3 separate regions of the Gossypium hirsutum genome follow, and regions 2 and 3 are each linked to region 1. Evidence: chromatin contacts called from public Hi-C data. All regions are on one chromosome and are shown on one strand. Each heading gives the region's core, a stretch centred on a gene start, on an enhancer-like site or on the middle of the called end of the contact. The rest is flanking DNA. Distances are from core to core; before and after follow the strand shown.

What was found. Hi-C and Micro-C count contacts between places; a contact is called where the count stands out from the background.
Region 2: a Hi-C map of leaf shows a contact between it and region 1, with 2.5 times the contacts expected there. The contact joins the promoter of LOC121229703 here to the promoter of LOC107897024 in region 1. A contact is called at or near these places in 2 of 34 Hi-C or Micro-C datasets (both in leaf).
Region 3: a Hi-C map of leaf shows a contact between it and region 1, with 4 times the contacts expected there. The contact joins the promoter of LOC107939256 here to the promoter of LOC107897024 in region 1. A contact is called at or near these places in 3 of 34 Hi-C or Micro-C datasets (hypocotyl and leaf).

Annotation. Positions count from the first base shown.
Region 1 is chrA05:108,889,262-108,893,452 of Gossypium_hirsutum_v2.1, reverse strand. LOC107897024 (nudix hydrolase 16, mitochondrial) reads left to right here and starts at 2,763. Exons shown (of 5, transcript XM_041114537.1): 1 at 2,763-3,257. The coding sequence starts at 3,187.
Region 2 is chrA05:109,042,554-109,046,246 of Gossypium_hirsutum_v2.1, reverse strand. LOC121229703 (NADPH:quinone oxidoreductase) reads right to left here and starts at 2,252. Exons shown (of 3, transcript XM_041114542.1): 1 at 1,914-2,252; 2 at 1,643-1,834; 3 at 706-1,307. The coding sequence starts at 2,010. The coding sequence ends at 1,003.
Region 3 is chrA05:109,069,510-109,073,350 of Gossypium_hirsutum_v2.1, reverse strand. LOC107939256 (formate--tetrahydrofolate ligase) reads right to left here and starts at 1,604. Exons shown (of 4, transcript XM_041114543.1): 1 at 1,262-1,604; 2 at 641-790. The coding sequence starts at 1,423. It also overlaps the pseudogene LOC107939248.

The DNA of each region.
Region 1 (4,191 bases), core at 1,514-4,013:
AGCAAATATGAAATAAAAAAAAGCGAGTATTGAAGAAGAAAAGATTCAAACGCGTTAAGATTTTTTTTTCCTTTTTATTTTCATTTTTTATACATATAAACATTTTTTTTCAAAAATAGTATACATATATTTAGACATAAAAATATAAAAAAAACAAAAAAAATAATACCTTTTTTAATTTCGGCCACCACGCACGGTGGCCGGCGACTGCGACGAAGACGGCGGACGGCGCCTGGGTACTGATCGGACCATGGCCGGAATGGGGAAAGAGAGTTGAGAGCTTTGTTTTATTTTTTTTCATTTTATTATTTTTACTGTTATTTATATTATTATTATCATTATTTCTCATGTATATATTATTATTTATATTATTATTATATTATATATACCCTCTCCATAGTTATTTATATTATTACTATCATTATTGTTACTTCTATTATTTTTTATTTCTTACTACTATTATTTTTTTACATATATATATGTATTATTGTTTTTATTATTATTATTATTATTATTATTATATCGTGTGTATTTCTATTACATATGTATATATATATTTATATATAGTATTATTATTTACTTTACTTTAATATTATTATTATTATTATCATTATTTTTGTGATTACTATTACTATTGTATTATGATTATTATTATTTTCTATGTTTATTTTCCTATCATTCATCTGTCTATATTTCTTATGTATTTATATTTTCATCACTACTATATTTTAGGTATTATATCTATATTTATGTTTAGGTATTAACATCATTATTATTCTTATGTTTATCATGCTATTATTATTATCACTATTATGACTATTAGCACTATTTTATTACTATTATTTAATATATTATTTTTATTACTATCAATACTATTATTACTATGTTATTATTATCACTATTATATCAGTGTATTATCTTTACCTATTACTCTTTAAATTATCTCATTTTTATTCCTTATTTATTGCATATTATTCATTTATGTATCTTCCACATCATTTCAAACTTAAAAGATTTTATTCCTTGCATTATTACCATTAATATTATTATTACTATCACTTCTTAAATAGTTTTGCATAATGTTTATTCATTTACCACTAGTTCTTTTAATTTCGTATATTTTTAGCTCATTTATTTTTTCATTTTCTTATTCGTTTGATGCACATATTTTACCTTTGTTTTTATTGTTATCATTCGCATTCGCGTTTATGTTTATTTTGTTATGCCCATCAATTTTTATCTGTTATGTATTCTTTATTATCTCGTTTCATTACGAATTTAGGTTTTATCCAACCCAATAAAATTTCTTTCATAAAAGTAATATTCCTTATTTGGTAATTCGAGACAATCGTGCCCTAACTTACTGGGTTTCGATTTTTCTCCTTTAACCTAAATAACGGAATACTCTTTTAAATCGCGATACGAGTTTTGAAAAATGTTTATTCTTGGAGATACGAGGTGTTGTGCCCTAACTTACCGGGTATAACATTTTGTTACCTCGAAATAAGATTCTTCGAAAATAAAGGCAATATTCGGTGTTTGAGAATTCGAGAAAACGTGCCCTAACTCACTGGGTTTCAATTTCTCTCGTTTACTCTAAACAAACGAATACGCTTTTAATAAGTTAAAATACGCAAACTTTAAGAGGCGAGCTCACTCTCGAAAATTCAAGATGTCGTGTCCTAACTTACTGGATATGACATTTTATATTTTGAGACGAGAAGGTCTTTAACATTTGAGCATTTTTTAAAGAGGGGTCGTATTTCAAAGTCTTTCAAATTTTTAATTTTCGACACTAAGACACTAATTAATCAACTAGGTACCAATTTTTGGGCGTTACGAGGGTGCTAATCCTTCTTTGTGCGTAACCGACTCCCGAACCTATTTTCTTGATTTACGTGGACCAAAATTATTGTTTAAATAAATCAAACCATTTATTAAAAACAACCACTTTTACAAGGTGATCCAATCACACCTAAAAAGATTGGTGGCGACTCCCATTCTCGTTTTTCTCCAAGTTGATACCCGTTTTTCTAAAAAAAAATGGTTACGACATTTAATACTTAATGTAAAATCGGTGTTCTTTAAAGAGATAAACGGCGGATCATATAATGTACTCCATTCTTATAGGTAAAAATTGAAGTCACAACCTCATAATTAAGGAATGAAATGAACAATTACCACATACCTCATAGATAATCTTTATTTACTTTTTTCATAATAAATGACTATATTTTAGGACATAATATTTATTTAACTTTTCCATGTATATTAATTTTTTATTCATTTTGAAGTGATTTGATAAATAAAATAAATTTAAAAATTAAAAAGAGTAAAAATTAAATAAAAACTAAAAGTAATTTAAAATGAAAAAGAGGAGCTCCACAAGTGTCACTTTCGCACTCTCTCTTACGCCATAAGTGGTTTAATGTTTAAATTATTTTTTAAAACCTAAATCACTTAGTTAGAGTATGGTGTTTTCTCAACCTCACTTTTCTTTTAAGATTTTTATTAATCTAATTACACTTAGAATTTATTCAAGTCCATCTTATATAAATTTATTTATTTTCCAATTGAAATGTAATTATAAATTGTAAAAAAAATTAAATCCAAACTTGTTTTTATGTTGATCCGACTCGTCCAAAAAATTCATTTTATCATTAAAAAATATTTTTTTAATTGGTATTTTATATCTTTTTATAATTAAATTTAAATTTTAAAAAATATTTTTCAGATCCTCCGAATTTCGGACGGGGCGGGTAGCCCGGAGGTGCACTTGTGACTATCTCACTCACGTGAGTTTGATCGCCAATCGTCTGATCCGTTCTTAGCGCTTCACCTCGGGCGGCCTTCTTGTCTCTCCTTTTTCCCAAGGCTAAGAGTTTCTTTTTCATGATTATCACAATTACACCTCAAAAAAAGGAAAAAAAATCAAAATTAAAATTAAAAAATACGAGAAAATCGCAGCCACTGGCTGATGTTTCGTGGCACTGATCGTCACTGTTAAATCCAGTGCTAACAGCAATGGATGAACCTGGTACAAGCATGAGCATTTTTGTAAATCCAAAAAACATCAATCCAACGAGGCGTCTGAATAAGAAAGATTGCCTTTGTTGAAGTTTGGAGAATTTGATATTTTTGAGGATTTTCCTCTTCTTCTTTTTTTTTGAGATTTTTCATAATATTATGTCGGATTTAGTGGCCCGTACAGGTCGGCTTCAGCAAAGGTACGAGAACGGCTATCGGCTTGTCGCTGGGTATGTTTTTATTCTAATTATTTCTATACATTTTTAATGTAAGTTAGATTTGGAAAACATAAGTTCATGTCAGTTTTTCGGAATTTTCATTAATTAAATTACGGTTGTTTTTATCTGCTTGAATGGTGTAGTATTTATAGTTTGAGTGGTTTATTACATTATTAGGATCAAGATAGAAAAATAATTTGTTTCTTACTTTGTATCTGGTGCTTATGAATGATGCATTTTAAGGTAAAAATGTTTTTTTGCTTCTTTTTTATGGAAAATATTATGTTTTATTTCAAGTTCTGAATGGTTTAGATAGCCATCCTAGGATGGAGTTGGCAAATGGGTATGTTTCTTTTTGGCTGTATATAGTATCTATACATTGATTATGTTGGTATATGAAATTATGAATAGTGTATTTTACAGTTGAAATGCCTTGTCAAGTAAATTACTTACATGAAAATAGCAAATGATTTATATATAAATACATATATATGAGTGTTTGTGTGTGTGTGATGCCCATCCGTTTCTGTTTACATTTATGTAATTTTCAAGCCTTGAATTGCTTTTTCACATTTTCTGGATTAAGGTGGAAAACAGGTACTTATTGCCTTCTGTTTATATGAATGGTCCATTGAGGTTTAAATGGTTTATTACTTTCTCAGCACGAACATGGAAAGTGGATATATTTTACTTTTTTGGTGTTTATGTTTTTTTATGTTCCATTTTCTATCTGTATATGAGTGGCAGTCTTTTTTAACTTTAAAATGGTGTTTTAAAGAGTCCCATTGATTTCTCAAAAACTACATGAGGAAGAAGGGAACTGTTATTTTGTCTGTAGGCAAGCATTTATATTATCGTTTAAAGAGTTTTTATTGGTTTCTCCAACAATATGAAGGAAAAAAAAAAAAGGGGGAAGAAAAGTGAAAGAGAGGAACTATGAACAGTT
Region 2 (3,693 bases), core at 1,003-3,502, 150 kb before region 1:
TACCGATTTATCTCCCGATCTCACTTTCTCAACCAAGATAAATTACGATTTACTCGGAAAAACTCATCTCCCAATCTTATTTAACCTATGATTACTTCTTAAGGTTGTAAAGCCTAAGGTTTAAAAACGCGTAATTTAAACGAACTAATCTTATCGGGAAACCCTTAATCCTTTGTTAATCACGTCCCCATCCACTTCTTAATCTCCCTCCTTTAGCTACTCATGTTACTCATAATCTCTTTCTCAGTTGAAATAAATATTAAACAAAATATTATGTATCAATAACATGGAAAGAATTATTGAAATGTCATTAAATAATTGGAAAGGTTCCTTATGAACACGCCAGAACCCAAAACCAAAAATCTCAAACCCTAAACTCAAACTCAAATCATGAAACTTACACCCCAAACTTGGACTCGAACCCAAACACCAAACCTTAAACTCAAAACCTTAAATCTTAAGCATCAAACTCAAACCCTAAACCCTAAACATAAACCTCAATCCTTAAATATTGAACCCTAAACCTAAACTCGAATAATGATCCTTGAACCCTAAACTCGAATCGGATTCAAATTCGAGGTTCAAGGTACAGGGTTCAGGGTACTAGGTTAAAAGTTCAAGGTAAAAAAATTATCAAAATTATGTAACAATTATATAAAAAAATTGAAATATTATTAAATAATTGAAAAGAGACTATGGATAATGTAGTGGAAAAAGATCCATAAAATAATTTCTCATATATCAAACACTAATATTTGAAAAAAAAAATTGAAGTATCATAAATTTAGGGTATGCCCGCTTACAAGGCAGTTGACAGTGAAATGCGTATAGTTTTTTTTTCCTCTGTCGAAGTAGCATTTGTTATTATTAGTACATAAAATTACAAGTTTCAAATTGCAGCATTTCAAACAAAACAAAAAAAAAAATCCCAAAATTACCGCAAATTGTAATTCATCACAGCAGCAATGGAAGAATTGAGAAAAGAACGAGTGATTTGTTTACTCAGTTTTTTGGTTGGAGTCGCAGGGTAAATGCTTGCAAGGCAACAAGAACTTGTTTCATTTTCTCCTTGGATGCCTCATCAATAAGGTTGCCATCGCTATCGAACTTTGCAGGAGGCTCAAACGCGTTCAAGTGAAACTCGGGCTTATTGATGAAATGAAGATCAAGGAAAACCCCCACTTGACGAAGATGATAGTGTGATCGTGCACCACCAAAGCCACCTCCGGCGCTTACGATGGCAGCCGCTTTATCTGCCCATACATTGGGTGATAGTGAACCCCAGTCAAGTGCATTCTTCAGAGGTCCTGGAATGGTGCATATAATGAGGTAACATGAAATGCACTGTTTTGATATTTAAAAGGAATCCAAAAATGAGACATCCTAATAAACTGTCTACAGTTTCCAAAGTACAAAATTCACAGGAAAAGATTGTATGAAACAGAGATATTATCTCTTTCTAATAGTTCAATGCTACAGGATGAAAATGTTGAAATTCAAATATGTAAATGTTGATGGATTAAACTATTGGAAAAAGATCCTTTCTCCAAATTCATAATCACGTGAACATCAAAGAAAGTGTTCCATAGAAATAGAGTAAAATTAAAAGGAGAAAAGCATTGGGGGAAGGGAATGACGATACCAGTAAGGGAATAGTTGTATTCAGGGGAAGCAAAAAGGATGCTATCAGACAGTAAAATCTTCTGCCTGAAAGCCTCAACCGCAGGGGGTAACTTGCCATCAACTACCAAATCTGTGTTGAGCATTGGAAGTGGTGAAATGTCTACGTATTCCATCTCAATGCCATCTATGGACTCTTTGGTAAGCTCCAAAGCTGGAAAAAAAAACAAATTAAACAAATCAATATTTCCCAGAAAATCAAAATCCAAAACCCAAACTGACAAAATATATACCAGTTCGAATTAAGCCTCTGTTGTTAGAGGCTTTCCTTAAAGACCCACAAATGGCAGCAACTTTAGTCATTGGTTTGGATGCTACAACAGCTTCCATTGCTCTCTAATATCTTACAGTCCTCTCGTCTCCCTCTGGGTAAAGTAATTATGAGAGTGGAAGAGTGAGACTTAGGAGAGGAAATTGATGAAATGGTTTGGGATGCGATTCATTCACTAGGATAGGGTTAGTGAAACGTGTGATTTCAATATTTGAACAAGAATGGTCAGATTTGGACTGCTGGATTAGAATAATCAATAAAGTGGTTTTTGTTCTAGAAGTGAGGAAGTCAAGTAGCTTTCAGCCTGCCAACCGCAATGGGCATTAATTTGTATAAGTGTTCACAACTACTCCAGTTTAATTTAAAAAATTTGAATTCTATTTGGTAACTATCAAGTTGAATTTGAGCAATTCAAGCTATCGATCGAGCTAAATTTAAACTTAGTAATACTTGACTCGAATAATTTGTGAGTTTTATCGAATTTTACATATTTTTATATTATTAAATTACATTATTGCCTTCAATATATATATTCTTAACCTTAAGTTTATTTTTGAGTTGAACTCGAGTACAAACTTGATAAACAAGCTTAATCGAGCTCAAGTTTAAAAATAGAAGAACATACCTTCAATCCAAGTCACTCTAAAAGTCAATGACAAATATAGAAAAGAAAAAGTTGCAATTTAAATTTTGGTTCATAGATTGATGTAAGTTGAGAAAGTCATATAGCATCAAGTTTAAAAGTCTAATGACTTAAATGAAAATTTTTAAATAATCTAATGATGAAATTATAGTTTTATTTAATTAAATGATGAAAAAGAAAATTTATTTACCCAAGTCGATTAAAATAGGTTAATTTGATCTTTTATCAGTTTATGTAATCGAACAAACTAAATTATCCAATTTAATAAAGTATTTTATATAACTAAATGATTATATTTTTCTGAAAAGAAATCTAAATAAAATATAATTCATTGCATTTATTACTAACATAATTTTTTAAAAGAAATTGGTGTATTATGTATTTTGATTAACCAACAAACCAATATATATAAGCGACCAATATATTTTTAGGATATGTACTTTTTAAATATATTCAAATATTATATTGAATAATATATATTCAAATATGTATCAAATGCAAGCATAAATAATAGTTTATAATAAAAAGTAGCAGAAAAGATCGAATATAAATACTTTCAGTTATTACTTGAATTAAATGTCGAAATTCAAATGTTGTTATACCACTATCGATCACATCAAACCACCGACGAGGTCGCCAAATTTAGCCTTATGGAAAATAGAAAATCGTCAAAATCTTCTAAGTACTCAAAGACCTCATTAAATGGAATATATAGTTTTTTCCTCTGTCAAAATAGCATTTGTTATTATTAGTACATAAGATTACAAGTTTCAAATTGCAGTATTTCAAAGAAAAACAAACTCCCAAAATTACAGGAAATTGCAATTCATCACAGTAACAATAGAAGAATTGAGAAAAGAAAGAGTGATTTGTTTACTCAGGTTTTAAGTTGGAGTCGTAGGGTAAATGCTTGCAAGGCAACAAGAACTTGTTTCATTTTCTCCTTGGATGTCCCATCAATAAGGTTGCCATCGCTATCGAACTTTGCCGGAGGCTGAAACGCGTTGAAGTAAAACTCGGGCTTATTGATGAAATGAAGATCAAAGAAGCCCCCACTTGGCGAAGATGATAGTGTGATCGTGCACCACCAGAGCCTCCT
Region 3 (3,841 bases), core at 355-2,854, 180 kb before region 1:
AAACATTAGATTGTCAAATCTGAAACTTCCATATCCATGTCAAACTAGTGAAGAGTTGTAATCCCTTGACAATAACTTGCAAAAGGAGAATAGGAAACCATAAAAAACCAAACTTTCATCTAGTAAGTTGACTATGTAGACTTGTAAATGAATATTTCACTACATAGCTCAACTATCATCGTAGATCAGGAATAGTTAAAAAGTCGAAATAATGCAATAATTCTCGGATTTGAAATCTTTTAACATTAAATTTATATATGAGGAGATTGAAAAAGACATTTCCAATCATACGGACAGCTCGTAGCTTCAATCATTGAAATTGCTTAACAGACTAATTTATAAATAAGCAATTTCAAAGCATCAGGAATCATGAAACTCCATTGGTCTGCCAGTATCAAGCGACCCTAAAATATATTTCTTTTATCAAAACATTCCTGCCAGTATTCAGAGCTACGTTTAACAAAATAAGAAATTCTAAAATTCAAAAAAAAAAAGAAGTCAAGAACAAAATAGAAAACCCTCCATAAGTAAAATGAAATACCCTGTGCCTGTATCACGGCAAGCGCCAAAGCAACACGATATTATTTAGTATTTGCCTATGTAGAATAATTTCAGTATATCTAAAAATGAAAATGAATACCTTTCTATCAAGATAAGCACCCAAAGCTTGACACAAACCAACTGTAGTAGTGGACTTGCCTTCTCCAAGAGGAGTTGGAGTGATCCCTCCAACCACGACATAGTATCCATTGTCGGAGGATTCAAGCTCGTCGAGTACAGATAACAACACCTATAGACCAAATCAACCAAGAAATTCAAATTCAAATCTGAACTGAGCGGCCAATATAAACAAGGAAAAAGCATATCAGAAAAATGGCTTTCTCTAGTACTTTTTCACCGCTTGAATATCCATTCAACACACTTCCATCTCTACTAAGTCAAAAACCAAGAAGCTAAGAATTTAACGCCAGAAAAAAAAATCTTTGAAACAAAACAACATATCTCAAATCTGGGATTTCAAGGAATTCAACAATGGAAGAGAAAAGTTTCCCCTTTGGCAGATGAGGCAATGCCCAGAAGAAAACATAGAAAAAGACAGATTTTGCTGATCTTACTATTCAATTTTCTACTTTTTTAACAGCTTTTTTTCAGTATCGAAATCCAAACATCAAACGATTAAATCGATCATTAAAGAAAACAAATAAATCAAAATCCAATAACCAAAAATAAAAAAAGAAAGGAAGTGAAAAGGAAAAAAAACCTTGGCTTTGTATTTGCCATAAAGATCATAATGGTTGGGACTGAGGTTAAGGTCCTTAGCAATCTCAGAAATATGAAATGGTTCAACTGAGTTTGCAATATCTATGTCTGCCGGCACTGGTGATACCACTTCCAACTTCCTTACACTCCTTGACGAACTCATTCTTTTTGGTCTAAATTTTAGCTGATTTTTGGTGGATCTGTTTCTTTAAAATTCAACAATTTACCTTCTACAACATTAAAATAAAATAAAATAAAATGGCCACAAAAAAATAATCACAAAGCAACAAAAGTCTAAAAACATATGGGAGTGCGTGCGTGCGTTTTTTCTTATCTAATCTGAGGTGGCAAATAAGAAGGGAGAGGGGAGAGATGCTAATGTTACCATGCAATGTAATTGCTGTGATTAGTACAACGGATGGGTCCGACCTTACACAGCATCAATTTAACCTAGCTTGCGGATCAAAGTTATTAAGTTAGGGTGTAAGTGAATCGAATCAAATCTATATAGGGAAAAGTTTGAAGTTTTACTTGAATTTTAAGGTTTGATACTTAGTTCGATGTTAATTAAATATTAATTTTTAGATTTTAGTTCTAATCTAATTAAGAAAAAAACTCTTAACTACCTGATGTCTTATTCACCAAAAAATAAATATAATATTATTTAATGATTGATTTAAGAGAAGATTGTATAAAATTATGATTTTATAATAAAAATCTGATTTATCATTCTCTTATTTAAAAGGGATAAAGATGATGTGGAATTATAATTTCATACAACCCTGTAAAAAAAATTTCATAACCCAAACGTAACTTGTATATCTCTCAACCTTACATTCATTTTTTATTTTGACATATTTATATTTTTTAATATGTTACGGAATAAATTTGATTTTTAAGAGCAAATATTTATCACTTTTTTAATTAATTTATTTAACACAAATATTACATATATATATATATATGAATACAGAAGTATCAAGATTTATATGACAGTGACACTAATCATTAACTTGATAACTCTCTAAAAAGGATTATTTTCAACTACAATCCTTGTCAAATGACCTTTTTTTTTTAAGTACAAAAGAATAATGCTTCTATCAACATGAACAGATATAAAAAATATTGAATAGAAACAAAATATTTTCATTTTCCATATAAGCAAACTAAAAGCCTTTTTTTCTTCTCCTTTCCTTTTTTCAATCTCTTTCTGTACATTATTCTTTGAAGCTGAACCCAGAGACTCTTCAGCCATTGAAGTAGACAATTTTCAGTTCAAATAAGAATGCAATCTCAATGTATGCTTTCGCCAATTTTGGCCAATTCATTTACATTTCAATCAAGCTTTAGTAACTGTGGTTTTAACAATGTTAACCTAAACCTTTCACTATAACATATCATATATATATGTATATATATTATCTGCAACTGTAAAAAATAATGGAGATGAAGTGAGGGTGATAACCTAATCCTGAGTTACAAAGGTGTGTCCAGTGTGGTCTTAAATCATCCTCCACGGTTGATCAGAACGATAACTTTTTAAGCTTCTAGGCGCTCGCATCTCCGGATTATGATCAAATGTACACGGAGGGGCATTGGTCCTAAGTTGAAGATCTTTGTCAAATATATGTTTTCATGTGTCCTCTACGAAAATTTTGAAAATGAAATCCCGAAAGCGTTTTGAGTATTGCTTTGGATCAACAGCTGAAATTGAAGTTGGATCATATTGCATTGATTTATATGCATGCTCAAGCTTCTTGGTAATATCGTAGTCTTGTAGGATATCGATTATACCAAAAAAGAGGATAACATCATAGAATACACCAGTTGGTTCTCCGACAAGCTGGGTTTCACATTCAGGTTTCCTCACAGTCTTTTCGATCCGAGCAGGCATGCTAATACCTAATCGAATGGAAGACCCCCTGCATTGTTAAGTAAATTAAATTGTTATCACTTCATATAAACATCATATTAACTTTTCTTAGATCGAATACTTCTCATGGCCATGTGAAACAATTCAGAAATGTGTTGGACACAAGTACTTCAAGAAAAATGAATAGTTGGAAATAACATAAATTTCAGTGTTCATAAAGTGGGGAAACAGCGATGATGCCTACTTAGACATATGCCAAGGTATGAAGTACTCTTGAAAACATAAATGAGCATCCAAAAACAAGAAAATTCATCGTACCCTGAGGGCTCACTATCAAGCTGATCCTGTCCTGTTTGAGATAGCCGAGGAACTTCTTCATTTTCATGGTCTGCATTTCCTGCAAGTAAATCCAAGAACATATCTTTACTCATTTAAGCAGCCGTTGATATCAAAGTCACAAAACATTTTAATACCAGAGATCACTAGAAATAACCAGTAGGTGTAACAGCTCCAGAAGCAAGAGGTGTGGGAACTTCTCGAAAGTGAAAACCAACCAACAGACTGTAGTCCATAATTCTCTCTTGTTCAAGCAAGTCGCAATCTCGATCAACTTGCCTGCACGAAGAGAAACTTGGATCAGAAAAGAAAAATCAAAAGTTCCATACTTATAATCCCAAAAGTTGTGAAGGCCTTATCGATCTCAAATCT